Linked DNA regions of Bombyx mori: region 1 is linked to region 2. The links are chromatin contacts, called in public Hi-C maps. All regions are on one chromosome and are shown on one strand. Each heading gives the region's core, a stretch centred on a gene start, on an enhancer-like site or on the middle of the called end of the contact. The rest is flanking DNA. Distances are from core to core; before and after follow the strand shown. Region 1 overlaps LOC101741421 (inositol 1,4,5-trisphosphate receptor). Region 2 overlaps LOC101741421 (inositol 1,4,5-trisphosphate receptor).

Region 1 (6,760 bases), core at 190-2,689, 35 kb after region 2:
AGATTTGTGAGATGAAACGCAAAGGTAGATGCCGAGTGCGGCCCTGTTTATCTGATTCATTGATTCAAATTAATCCATCAGTGAGATAGATGTACAGGGTAGGTACCACCGTCCTGCCAGTTTCGGTTCCAAGTGTAATAAATATATATTTTATTGAGACCTGACCTCATGTCTCATGGCGGGGTTTATCCACAAGGTCCAATAATGATTAAACAGCTAAAACATATGTTTAAGAATACTCTCACCTTTGACATAACCGGTTTTTCTTCATCTTTGTCAATTGGTATCGACGTTGAGTGGACCCATGTGTGCGTGCATAAATGTTGTAATCTACAATCGGAATTAAATGGTGTAATCTATATTATATATATACAAAATTGGTAAAAAAAAATTACTCCATATTATCACTTTTCATAAAATAATAATATAAATTAAAATAAGACTTGACCTAAAGATCTTAGTTACCAGGTCATAAAATCCCTTAAAAAAAGTAGTATGTCGAAAAAAGCCCTTGAAAGCAGTTTAATGAAAGAAGCTTACTGCCCGCGGAACATGTGTCCCTATTGTTAATTCCACTGACTTGCATTTCATTTACTAACCCATCTCGTAGGGGACATTAGCTTTCAAAAGTCACATCTACCTAACGTAACTACTCTGCGGCACGGGGGCGTCAGAGTGCGTCATCGTGGTCGGGTCCAGTTCGAAAAGTGTTGCGATCTCCGATGAATGCGGGACAGGGACCAGCTGGTAGGCCGGCTCGCCCGCTTCTAGTGGCCCGTCGCTGTGAAACGAACCTTAACTGTAGTGACTTATGGTTCAAATTAATTTAATAATGTTAGTGAAGGGTATCACAGAGATGAATATTGTGACAATAACTTTATCATCGTCACTTCGCACTTATTCAATTTCAACTTACTTGCTGATTCATCACCGCGCATAAACTATCTCTTTTTGATAAATAATAATAATTATAACGGCAAAATTACATAAATAAAATAAGAACATTATTAAATATGTAATTAAAAACAAAATTAAATTACAAAATAGTATGTACAAGGCCACTGTATTGTTATTCGCTTTCCGGATTTCTTGGAGCTTTATTACATACTACCCACACATTTAGTTTTTAAAATTGGTATATATATTTTTTAAAGTTAACCACACCTCACAAGTTTTGAAACATTTAAAAAAATATTATTTAAGTATTTCTAAGATTTCTACAAAAAAAAGGTCACAGGTGGGCGCATCATGATTCACAGCAATGAGGAGGAGGATTACCACAATATATGAACATATTTGTGTTCAGGTAGTACACGTAAAACCGCAATATGCTACTAACTGTGGGCGGTTGCACGCCTCGGCCGCCAGGTAGTGTCCGGTGGCGAGGTGCTTGAACCTGAAGATGGAGTTCCAGTGTCCAGCGCCGCCGCGGCACGGGTCGTGCTGCACCACCTGGGACAAGGACGCCGGATCTCATCATCGTCACATCATAGTACAATATAACCCTCACAGCCCACTGAGTTTCTCGCCGGATCTTCTCAGTGGGTCGCGTTTCCAATCCGGTGGTAGATTCTGCGAAGCACGGCTCTTACTAGGGCCAGTGTTAGCAACACTCCGGTTTGAGCCCCGTGAGCTCACCTACTAGTTAAGGTTACGCTCACATAGCTTCTCAAGGCTCTCAGGTAGGTAGGGAAAAAAAAGCACGATATAGGCGTAATTTAACTGGTGGTAGGACCTCTTGTGAGTCCGCGCGGGTAGATACCACCGCCCTGCCTATTTCTGCCGTATAGCAGTAATGCGTTTCGGTTTGAAGGGTGGGGCAGCCGTTGAAATTATACTGAGATTTTAGAACTTATATCTCAAGGTGGGTGGCGCATTTACGTCGTAGATGTCTATGTGCTCCAGTAACCACTTAACACTTAACGATCAGTTTCTCATTGCTCCTGTAGATGACAGTAACATATTACCTATCCTATATTTTATTTTTAATGAAGGATTTTGTAAATTTTCAGAAACCACTAATTGATAAAATTTAATCAATTTGTCTATAACAAATAAAAACTTGTATGATTTATGATTTTTTTATTTTCTATGTTTAGTTACACAATAATGTCTTAACTTTAATAACATATAAGTTTAGGGGCATCCGCAAAATAAAAAAATAATAAAATAATGATTTTTTTACCGGATGTGTATGTGATAAAAACTATTTACATACCTCAATCTCCCACAGCGCTTTGCTGCTGGTCGCGGCGGTGGCGCTGGATCGACCCGTGGTCCTCAGGAACACGTGCTGCCGTTTCTGGTACTCGTCCATAGTGAGGAACTTCTCTTGCTCTGCATGGAACAGCCTCACCACGTCGCCACCTTTCAATATCTCCTCCTGGTTCTCTTTGTGCTCGAGAAATAAGGTGACTTTCCAGGATGTGGAGGAATTGACTACATTCACCTGTGGGAGATATTTGATATTGTATGTTGGGGATGGAAAAGGTTTTTTATTTTTTATTTTTTATTTATCCGATTTTGTAGTGGTAGTAGGACCTCTTGTGAGTCCGCGCGGGTAGGTACCACCACCCTGCCTATTTCTGCCGTGTAGCAGTAATGCGTTTCGGTTTGAAGGGTGGGGCAGCCGTTGTAATTATACTGAGATCTTAGAGATTATATCTCAAGGTGGGTGGCGCATTTCCGTTGTAGATGTCCATGGGATCCAGTAACCACTTAACACCAGGTCCTTTACTGCCATCATTAATTCTTATCTTGAGCACTAGCGTTAAGGTCTATTTTGATTCAGCACAAGTCCTAGCCACAACCCTGTCTGTTTCTATTACAAAGATAACACTCATTTCGATTTGAAAGATCGGAGATAATGTTTTTACACTGCACGCGTTGTATGACAAATAAATTTTAACTGAGGTCGGCCGGGGTCAGTGACCTCACGGTCTGATCACGATGCATTGCATTTGAATTTTCTAAAACAATAGCAAATTAAGTATTGTATTTTTGTTAGTCCAGAAGAGCTCGTGGTTCAATTAAGTGCCGGATCCGATAAAATTCCTGAAACGGATCACGGTCGTCCTGATACAGCATAAGACGTTGACTTTTCTTCAGGCTTTAGTGATGAGTCCTTTGACGGTAATTGAAGACATGAGTGTGTGAAGGGGTTAAGTACCATTTTTAAGATTTTTGAGTTTTTACATTAAATTAAAGTGTTATGTGCCTTTTTTATGTATTTCTGCCTATGCAACCTTGAGAGGCTAGCCCAGCCTCATCCTGATATATAGGTGTGCTCACGGGGCTCAAACCGGGAGTGTTGCTTACACTGACCCTAGAGTGCTTCGCAGAATCTACCACCGGATCGGAAACGCGACCAATGGGTCAATGGAGAAGATCCGGCGAGAAGCTCAGTGGGCTGTCTGTGGGTTAATTTACTCCTCGAGCCCTTCGTCGCGAGCGACAGGTTCAGCGAGGACGGTGACCGGGTTATGTGCCTATAAACCATATTAGACCTTAAAACTTCAGGTTTAAAGTCTATTTTTAGAAATTGCATGTGATGAAGGAGTTATGTACAAAGAAAAAGTACAAGTAACAAAAGTTTGTTGCTCGTTTTCTCAAAACTAGTCGCTCCGCAGTTGTCGAAATTCGACTATAATTAATCTATACTAATATTATAAAGAGGTAAGATTTGTTTGTTTGTTTGTTTCGAATAGGCTCCGAAACTACTGGACCGATTTGAAAAATTATTTTTCCATTAGATGCCGACATTGTCCCTGATGAACATAGGCTACTTTTTTTTTTTTTTTTTTTATTTTTTTTTTGGTTTCATGTGTGTTTTAATGTTTCCGAAGCGAAGCGAGGGCGGGTCGCTAGTTGAAATTATAAGTTTGAATATTATTGTGGTTTTATTGTCAAATACTATCATGCTTCTATAATCACAGATTTCGCCTACAGACTACACTTTAGACAAATATTAATCTATTCTCAATCTGACCACAGACTTTATAAGCAATGACAAAAGTTTGACAGTAAATAAGGGATAGATATAAATGTGTGTGTGTGTTAAATACATGGTAGTGTATGTAATGTTTATATTTATTTATTTAATGTATTATTAATGCATAATTTAAAAAAAAATATTAGCACTCTGCACTCCTTCTCTATACTCTCTAAAGTGTAGGAAATATCATACTTCTCCGTCCGCGTAATTTTCGTAAAAAAGGATACAAAGTTTTTGCTTCACGTATTAATATATATAGGTTAACAAATTGTATCATATCCCCTTCATCCACTCATGTCTTTAATTACGAGAGCGTCTGTCTAACCTCCATACAGCCGGCGTTGTCCGGAAGCTCGTGGTTGGAAGAGACGTGCAACACTTGCTGTCCCGCATTCACCGGGTTCATTATCACTTTATCACCGACCACCACATTGTCCCCTGTACACAGAAAATACTACATATTGGTATTATCATTAAGCCATAAAACTACGCAATGGAAAGTAACAGAATAAAAAAAATGTGTTTTTTTCTTGTTTGAGAAGGTACCGATTTCTGATGTTATTGTGAAGTGAATTCTTTCATCTTTCCCTAAGTATCATTATAAGCACACAATGGGCATTGACTTTTTTTTATTTTTTTGATAGAATAACCATTTCTAAGAACAGACTAGATGATTGACTAATAATGATTGATTTTTTTTAAATAAAAAATAAATTTTAATTACCGATATTAACAATCAACATTTGTTAGCCTCAAATGACGTCATCACTGGCATTACTCAAACAGGCACTTTGATTTATTTTTATTAATTCTGTGTACGATATGCGCGTCTGCACGGGTAGGTGACGATTGTTTCGGCTTAACGAATGAGGTAGTCGTTTCATCATAAAATTTCGACCTCATGTCTCAAGGTAAACGCCAATCACGTTGTGATATATTAAAACTACGTTTACCTCTTAATCTCGAGTTTTCATTTTTATTTTTATTGTCATTATATTATTTCGGACATTTCGTATAATTATATATAGATTTTGGCATTTGGTATATTTTTATATTAATGGTATATTTTTTGCATTGCTGAAGTCCATGGGCGACGGTAACCACTCACCATCAGTTGGGCCGTATGCTCGTATGCAACGGCAAAAAAAAAACAGTATACATGGTCGCAGAAGACTAGTGATGAATTCAAGCAGTGACGTCACGAGTCAAGTCTACTCACCAGTCGACCGCAATTTGTAGAAAGGCATTACGTAAAACCAGGAGCCCTCATTTCCGTTAGCGTCCAAATGAACCCGCATCGCGTTCTTCTCGAGCAATGCGGGTAGTCGCTTATTTACCTGCAATTATTAACGATGACATTACCAACTGGCAAAGTTCCGTGGACAGTTAAAAGCTAACTATCATAGAGTCCATCTGAAGGTAGGTTTTAGCAATGCTAGGGGACGCAGTGAAGCTTCCCGTTTATCGCATGAGACAAAACAGAACCACATTTTTTCATTTATATGTTATATTCATATTACTAGTGATAGGACGTCTTGTCCGCACGGGTAGGTGCCACCGCCCTGCCTATTCCTGCCGTGAAGCAGTAATGCGTTTCGGTTCGAAGGGTGGGACAGCCGTTGTAACTATATTGAGACCTTAGAACTCATATCTCAAGGTGGGTGGCGGCATTTACGGTGTAGATGTCAATTGGCTCCGGTAACCGCTTAAGACCAGGTGGGCTGTGAGCTCGTCCATCCATCCATGCAATAAGATTATTTTTTTTCCATAGTTTCTCGACTAAAGCCTTCTTTATTTTAACAACCCTTACTGGTGGATTTACGTTGTTGATGTCTACAGTCTCCGGTGATCACTTAACACCGGATGCGTCGTGAGCTGGTCCATTAATCTAAGCAATAAAAAAGAAAAATGTGGTTTCTAATTGAGCGCATTTATAAAGACAAGGTTACTACTACTATTTACGTCTGGTTTCGAATCGAGCGCATTATAAAGGCAAGTTTACACTCACCGTAAGATACTTGTTAGACTTGACGTGCAGCAGCTGTATGACGCTGCCGTACTGCACGACAGTCCCCAGAAGTTTCTTATTCTCCAAATCGTTCTGCTTCTTCTCGATCTCAGCGGCATGCTGTAACGAATCGGATATCGATATCTTTTCCTATCTCTTCGCTGGTATCCTTTTTTATGATTGAAGGATTACTGGTGGCCCGGAGGCCTTTCCAGTTTCACCAGGACAGGTAGGCGAGCGAAGGCTCTGCCAAGAGGGCTGGGATTTGCTAACAGTTGACCGAGCGCCTCTGAAGGAGACCTAAAAGCTCAAGAGCAGCTGCTTGAATGAATCTACTACCGGATCGGAATCGCGACCCGCTGAGAAGATCCGGCGAGTAACTCAGCGAGCTGATTCATGGGCGCTGGTATCCTAAGGGGCTATTCCAACTACGCCCAGACGAGATCGACTTAACTAATATATATATTTATTACGAGCATATGAATATGAGCATATGTTAATCTGAAAATCGTATGGCTGTTGATCGGAACGCCAAATAAATAAGTAATGAATTTTATGTCACTTTGTAAGACACAGATTTTAAAGTAAAATTTTGAAATAATAAATATTATTGATTAAGGGACGGTGGTCTGAGGTATTATTTGATGAATTATGAAACCGTCATCTGTATTTCAACCGCTCTGAAATGATCTCCACCGTGTTTGTCTAGCGCTAAGATAGATCCTTCTACAACGAAGGTTTGAACGGTTACCAGTTTT
Region 2 (6,930 bases), core at 4,392-6,891:
ATAGCCTTGAGAGACTATTTCAGCTTCTCCTTGACGTGTAGGTGAGCTCACGGGGCTCAAACCGGAGTGTTGCTAACACTGGCCCTAGCAAGAGCAGTGCTTCGCAGAATCTACCACCGGATCGGAAACGCGACCCACTGGGAAGATCCCGCGAGAAACTCAGTGGGCTGTGTCTGTGGGTTAATTTATTCGCTAGTCCTTCGTCGCAAGCGACGGGTACGACGAGAACGATGACCGCTTGAGGTATCATTGATTATGGTCGAATATTAATTGGAAGAATATTACTTTAAATATAGAAAAAATACTTTCACCGATTTGTCCCAAAATTACGTTATTCGCGAAGACGGTGGTTCAATAAGCATTTTTAACAACATACAAATTGAAATCAAAGGACATAGGTCACTCTCCATAAATTGCATGGCCTATTAAATGAAGTTCAAGGACAGTAATGAAATTAAGTTTAAATAGCAGACTACAGACTCCCTTTTGTGAAAACAAATTAAAATCAACATTGTTCATGGGGATACAGAGATATTTAAAAAATAAGATAAGAATTGTAGGTTATATCATATGATTTTGCTGTCAATGGACTGACACTTTAACATGATCATCAGTTTAAATATTATTTATATGACTATACTTTATATTACAACCATATATAATAAGCAGGTATATCGCAACGAAACACTTAATAATATCCACAATGCGCACGAGTGCGATAATGAGTGATCAAATGTAAAACGCCAATAAACATTAAACAAGCGTAGTTTTTTTTTTGCTTAAGATCAATAATTATTCATCCAGTAATGATTTATTCTACGGAGTTAAAAGTATAAAAATAGTTTTTTTTTTTACAGGAATTCGTAAATTCTTGTACTGACCAGCTGTTTGGGGTTCATATTGTACAGTATCCGCTCGGCGTTGTTCTCGGAGTCGTTCCTGGACTCCATGATGGCGAGCAGCAGCTTGGACGCGTTGTTCTTGAGCTCCAGCACGAGGTCCATGCGCGTCCGGCCGAGCGGGTTGATGTCGTTCAGGATCAGGGCCGTGATGATGTCCAGCCCGTTGCTCTCGTGCGTCGCTATGCAATTCTGGTTTTCGTGACACGGTCCTGGAGACAAACGCATTTTTTTTTATTTATTTTTTTATAATTATAATAAATATTAACTATTAACTAACAATCACGCCACGTTAACTGGTCCCGTGCTAAGTTCGTATAGAACTTGTGTTACAGGTACCAGATAACGGAAATAAATGTAATATTTTTATTATACACGTACTTATATTTAATATACATCCATGACCCTGGAAAAGATATTTTATATTTATCACACAAATATCTTCCCTTGGCGGGATTCGAACCCGCGACCCCCTTGTGTAGAGACCATGTCACTTACCACTACACCAGACGGCCGGCAAATAGGAGAGCGAGAGATAAATTATTCGTCCCGCTAAACCACTAAATGTAATTTAGACAGTTCTTCCGACGCAGCCCGGAAACTTCATTAAGCTGCCGTTTTAAGTCGTCGTGGCCTAAAGGATAAGACGTCCGGTGCATACGTGTTGAGCGATGCACCGGTGTTCGAATCTCAGGCGGGTACCAATTTTTCTAATGAAATATGTACTCAACAATGTTCACGATTGACTTCCACGGTGAAGGAATAACATCGTGTAATAAAAATCAAACCCGCAAAATTATAATTTGCGTAATAGCTGGTGGTAGGACCTCTTTTGAGTCCGTGCGGGTAGGTACCACCGCCCTGCCTATTTCTGCCGTGAAGCAGTAATGCGTTTCGATTTGAAGGGTGGGGCAGCCGTTGTAGGTATACTAGAGACCTTAGAACTTATATCTCAAGGTGGATGGCGCATTTGCGCAGATATCTATGGACTCCAGTAACCACTTAACACCAGGTGGGCTGTGAGCTCGTTCACCCATCTAAGCATTAAAATAAAATAAAAAATATGCAATTTCGAAAAGGGCACATGTCGCATATTCTGTAAAATACGTTTTTTCATATACATGTAGTTTTGAGGCTCACCTACACCCGTTTTATAATAATTCCAGTAATTTTCAATTGCTAATTAACACTAAAATATATATCAAAAGTTAATATTTTAAATTTTACACTGCTTTAGAAAATAATCAGGGTTTTTTTCATTTCCTGAACATTTTACATTTTCAGAGATGTGTCCTTATCGAAATTGCATATTCAATTACACTCCGACTTCACTGGGGGTTGGTGGCCTAACAGGCGAGACGCTCGACGCACTTGTGACGAGAAATTTTCTAAACGTGTACTGATATAGAAAATTCATAAACAACTTCCACTGTGTAGGAACATTCATGTAGAATCAAAACCACACATTTATAAATTAGAAAATCATTAATTATTGCACAATAACTCAATATGTCATTAATATACAATTAATTGATTGAATAAATAAATTAATAATAATATTAAAATGTAAATAAAGGTCGCTCCACACGACGACTAAGTTAGATACAAAAATCTATGAATAAGGTTCGTTTTTTTTTGTTTTTTATTGCAGAGATGAATGAACGAGCTCCTGGTGTTTGGTTACTGGAGCCCATAGACATCTACAACGTAAATGCGCCACCCACCTTGAGATATAAGTTCTTAGGTATCAAGTATAGTTACAACGGCCGCCCTACCCTTCAAACCGAAACGCATTACTGCTTCACGGCAGAAATAGGCAGGGTGGTGGTACCTACCCGCGCGGACTCACAAGAGGTCCACCAGTAGCTTGTACATTTGTCTCATGTTGCACAGATTTAATAAATAAAATATATGAAGAAAAATTCTTTTGCAATTACAACGCAATAAATAAGTTATCTGCCACAGAAATGAGCCTTATTAGTCTAATAATAGTGTGTTCTTTTTTCTATATCAACGAGATCGAATCCTGACTAGGAACATAGATTAAGAAGAATTTGCTTCAGTTTAGATTACAATCGAGCTTGAAAAAGAGTATAGAGTAATAAGAAAGTATTTACACAATTCTTTTTAGGTATCAAGGTTTTGTAAAAAAGACACACTCTTTATATAAAAAATGGCGCGCGTGCAACATGGTGCATGTACGGTTTGTCCGCACAACCCTCTGCTGTGATAATCATAACAACTCCGATATTGATTAATTGTTTATTGATAGGAGTATGCTGATTATGATTATTTATATGATAACAATGACATTATGCGAGTACGCGACGCCTTGCTGATGGCGGTACACGAACTGACTCGAAAATTAATGATTTTGACGTAAAATGCATGGGTCTGCAATATGATGTGCGCGCTGGCCCTGTACGATACATGACTCGTACAGTGCACGTGAAAGAAGTGAAACTTCTTTTGCGCTCTTTAGTATTGTGGTTTGCTACATTTTCATCCTTAAATCAAATTTCTCTTGTAACAAGGAATGCTGTGTATAAGAGAAACGATTTAGTTCGCTTTGTCCTTTTCCTCTCTCCACGGTCGAGTGGTTCGCGAGACGCTTTGTCTATTGTCTCACTCTTGTTCGTCCTAAATTGTATCTTTTCTCTCAAGCCGTAACGAATCTTACTTTCAACTCTCTTAAAGAAGTTTCACTTCAGAAATCTTGAAAAGACTTAATCAGTACACAACGAACTAATTCCTATGAGACGCGTGTTGCGGGATCACCTTGACAGTATTCAGTAAGAGTTTCCAACGTCTGGTTGATAAGGGAGACGTTCCCCTCGTTGATGTAGAGTCCGAGGAGTCCGAGGCCGCCGGTCGTAGAGCCGCAGATGCAGTCCAAGAACATCAACGTCTCCGACACGAGGTTGTAGTTCGATTTGTTGTTTTGGTTTCTTAGTAGGTTCTGTACAACAGTAAAAATCCGAGTAAATTTAGTTCTTACTAGCTGACCCGGCAGACTTTGTACTGCCTCAATCGATTAACAAATACCTAAACTTTTGTATAAAATAAACTTAAAACAAACAAAAGGAATCGGTTCGACGGGGGACACATCAAAGGAAAAACTAAATTATTATTTTTATTTAATTCCGAGCATTTTCATATTTATCTACTTTTTAAGCCTTCTTTGGACTTCCACAAATAATTCAAGACCAAAATTAGCTATATCGGTCCAGCCGTTCTCGAGTTTTAGGGACACTAACGAACAGCAATTCATTTTTAGATATAGAGACTAAATCTAAAATAACATGTTTTTTTTTAGATTACGTCAAACTAAAAATTATGATAATAATTTTCTATCTTAATGTTATGTCGGTAAGAACAGTCAAAGTGTTTAGAGTGTTGCCATCGGTCATCATGTCAGGTAACAGGATCTATCTATATAATGGTTTTTAAATATAATTCTTACTAACTTCAGGAAGCAGGATTAACTTGAAAATCTGCAGACGCATCAAGGTTCAATAGGAGAGTCACAGTCATAATAGTCATAGTCACAGGTTTTCCTAGCATAAAAGTCAAGGAATATTGTTATTGTATACCTCATAAAAAAGCCATGTATATTATTATACTAGTGTTAAGAATTCTTGTACGTGTTTGTATTTTAAGAGGCTTGAATAAATATTATTATTATTTATTATAATCACCTGTAGATCAGGGTTGTGGTTTTCACACAAGAGCTGGAGGAAGCGGAGTATGGGCTTCATGACGGCCACCTTGGGGGGCAGCACGTCCGAGTTGCTGGACTCCCGCTTCTTTTCGCACATGATCTCTTCCAGCGCCGTGCTACCTGCGGGCGCACACCTCGCGTCACTACTGGATCTATGTCTATCTCTCTCTATCTAAATACAATCTAGTAATTAAATGAGTGGAACATGAGATGCTGGTGGAAAAGAAAAGAGAAGAAAAGAAAGAAAAAAAAGGCTGCTGGTGTCTGAGATATGATATAAAAAATAAAATAAAAAAAATAAAAAATAAAGGTTTTTTTTTATAGCTTAGATGGGTGGACGAGCTCACAGCCTACCTGATGTTAAGTGGTTACTGGAGCCCATGGACAACTACAATGTAAATGCGCCACCCACCATGAGATAAGTTCAACGAGAGTATCCGCCCCATTTGAAAATAGTAGGGAAGCCAATTTTTTTTTCATTTATCTTACGGTATCCTGCAGAGGCTTCCTTTTGGTTGTTAGGGTTCACGGAGCTCAGCCTGAGTGAATTTGCTAACATCTGCCCTAGTAAGAGCGGTACTTGGGTCTTTTTTTATTTTATATTTATTGCCCTTGTAGGCAGACGAGCACACGGCCCACCTGATGGTGAGTGGCTACCGTCGCCCATGGACTTCAGCAATGCCAGGGGCAGAGCCAAGCCGCTGTTTACCATTTAATACTCTCCACAAGCCTCTTTTAAAGAAGGACATGTCATAGCACTCAGGAAACACCGTGGAGGGGAGCTCATTCCATAGCCGGATGGTACGTGACAAAAAAGACCTCTGGAAATGTATGAGCTGTCGATGAACGCAGCGGTTCCAGATGATATGGATGAACTCTGCTCTGATGGCGGGAGGTGCGATGATAAAAAGGAGATGAGGGGATAATCTCAAACAATTCCACCACCAGGTCCGGCGAGGAGTCAGTGCGCGACAGTTACCGTGCGATATGGTGTGCACGTCGGAGTAGGCGTGCACCGCGGTGCCGCACGCGCTGTTCACCTCCTCATCCATCTCCTCGCCCACCACCAGCGGCCCCGGACTCGACTTCACCCCTGGAACAATAAAAACGAATATCACAGTATGTGACATACAGCTCTTTGCAAATACGCTAATGATTGTTATGTGACACGTGATAGTTATTGGTCATGGTAAAGACATTGGTTGAGGTCGAGGAGTTACCGTTTTCAAGCGGCTTCTTGGCGTCCGCGTGCGGGGCCCGCTGCTTGTCGGCGCCGGCGGCGGTGGTGCTGCTGGCCGCGAGCGACCTGATCTCTTGTTGTGCTTCACGCATTTTATCATAGAACACCTGGTGAGAACGAGAATGATTAGGTTAATTCTGTTAAGAGTCCTGCCTGGTTACTAAGCTTTAAGAAATCGTTTACGAACAGTGGAACAATTATCTTTTCAATTAATGTAAGATAAGTTTTTTTAATTGCTTAGACAGGTGGGTTAGATCACGACCCGCCTGGTGTTAAGTGGTTACTTGAGCTCATAGACATCTATAACGTATTGTAAACGTAAAACTGAAACGCATCACTGCTTCACGGCAGAACTAGGCAGAGTAGTGGTACCTACCCGTGCGAACTCACAAGACAAGACAAGACAAGATATAATATGTACTAGAGGTCCCACAGTAGTCGAAATTCGACTATAATAATTAATTGGAATTGTATGTTTGTACACTATCATGATTGTATTTTATACTTCTATCATCACAAATTTCGCCACAGCTACTCTATAAAAAAATTAACAAAGACAAACAATATTTAATCTATTCCCAATTTGACCACAGACGTCAAGAACAAAAGTTTGACAATAAATAGTATGCATGCGTGTGTGCGTCAAATACATGGTATGTAGTGTGTGTAATGTTTTCTTTATTGATTTAATGTATCTTTTATGCATTATTTTAAAAAAATATTAGCATTGTGCACTTCTTCTCTATATTCTGTATAAGTGTGGAAAATTTCATACTCCTCCGTCCACGCCATTTTCGTAAAAAGGGATACAAAGTTTTTGCTTCACGTATTAATATATAGATAGGTGAATGAATAAATGAAGTTACCTTCAAAAATGCTTGAGATATTTCTCCGTTTTGTAGTTTAGTGTAAATGCTTTGCTGTATTATAGGGTTGCCCCCTTCTAGAAGAGCGATTCCTGGAAAATTCGATTAACATTATATTCGATTGGAAATATAGATATTTAATTTGCATTCAGCTCTATGAATGGATAGAAGTCTCCACAGTAGGTAGCGATTCCGCATCCTATA

What was found. A called contact is a pair of places that touch in the nucleus more often than the background predicts.
Region 1: a Hi-C map of whole pupa shows a contact between it and region 2, with 1.9 times the contacts expected there. The contact joins two enhancer-like sites. A contact is called at or near these places in 2 of 7 Hi-C or Micro-C datasets (both in whole pupa).

The regions. Positions count from the first base shown.
Region 1 is chr27:2,174,027-2,180,786 of ASM3026992v2, forward strand. It overlaps LOC101741421 (inositol 1,4,5-trisphosphate receptor), which reads right to left. Exons shown (of 59, transcript XM_062676440.1): 5 at 6,003-6,122; 6 at 5,214-5,331; 7 at 4,320-4,432; 8 at 2,219-2,449; 9 at 1,340-1,452; 10 at 641-781; 11 at 246-330. Among protein-coding and RNA genes, the nearest start is that of LOC101741421, 42 kb to the right of the region's middle. Within about 2 kb of position 1,440, at least 1 of the 8 cell types and tissues checked has open chromatin away from gene starts, as enhancers often do.
Region 2 is chr27:2,134,895-2,141,824 of ASM3026992v2, forward strand. LOC101741421 (inositol 1,4,5-trisphosphate receptor) reads right to left here. Exons shown (of 59, transcript XM_062676440.1): 42 at 6,727-6,818; 43 at 5,841-5,967; 44 at 5,600-5,713; 45 at 4,598-4,740; 46 at 3,678-3,858; 47 at 882-1,111. Among protein-coding and RNA genes, the nearest start is that of TRNAM-CAU, 4.3 kb to the left of the region's middle. Within about 2 kb of position 5,642, at least 1 of the 8 cell types and tissues checked has open chromatin away from gene starts, as enhancers often do.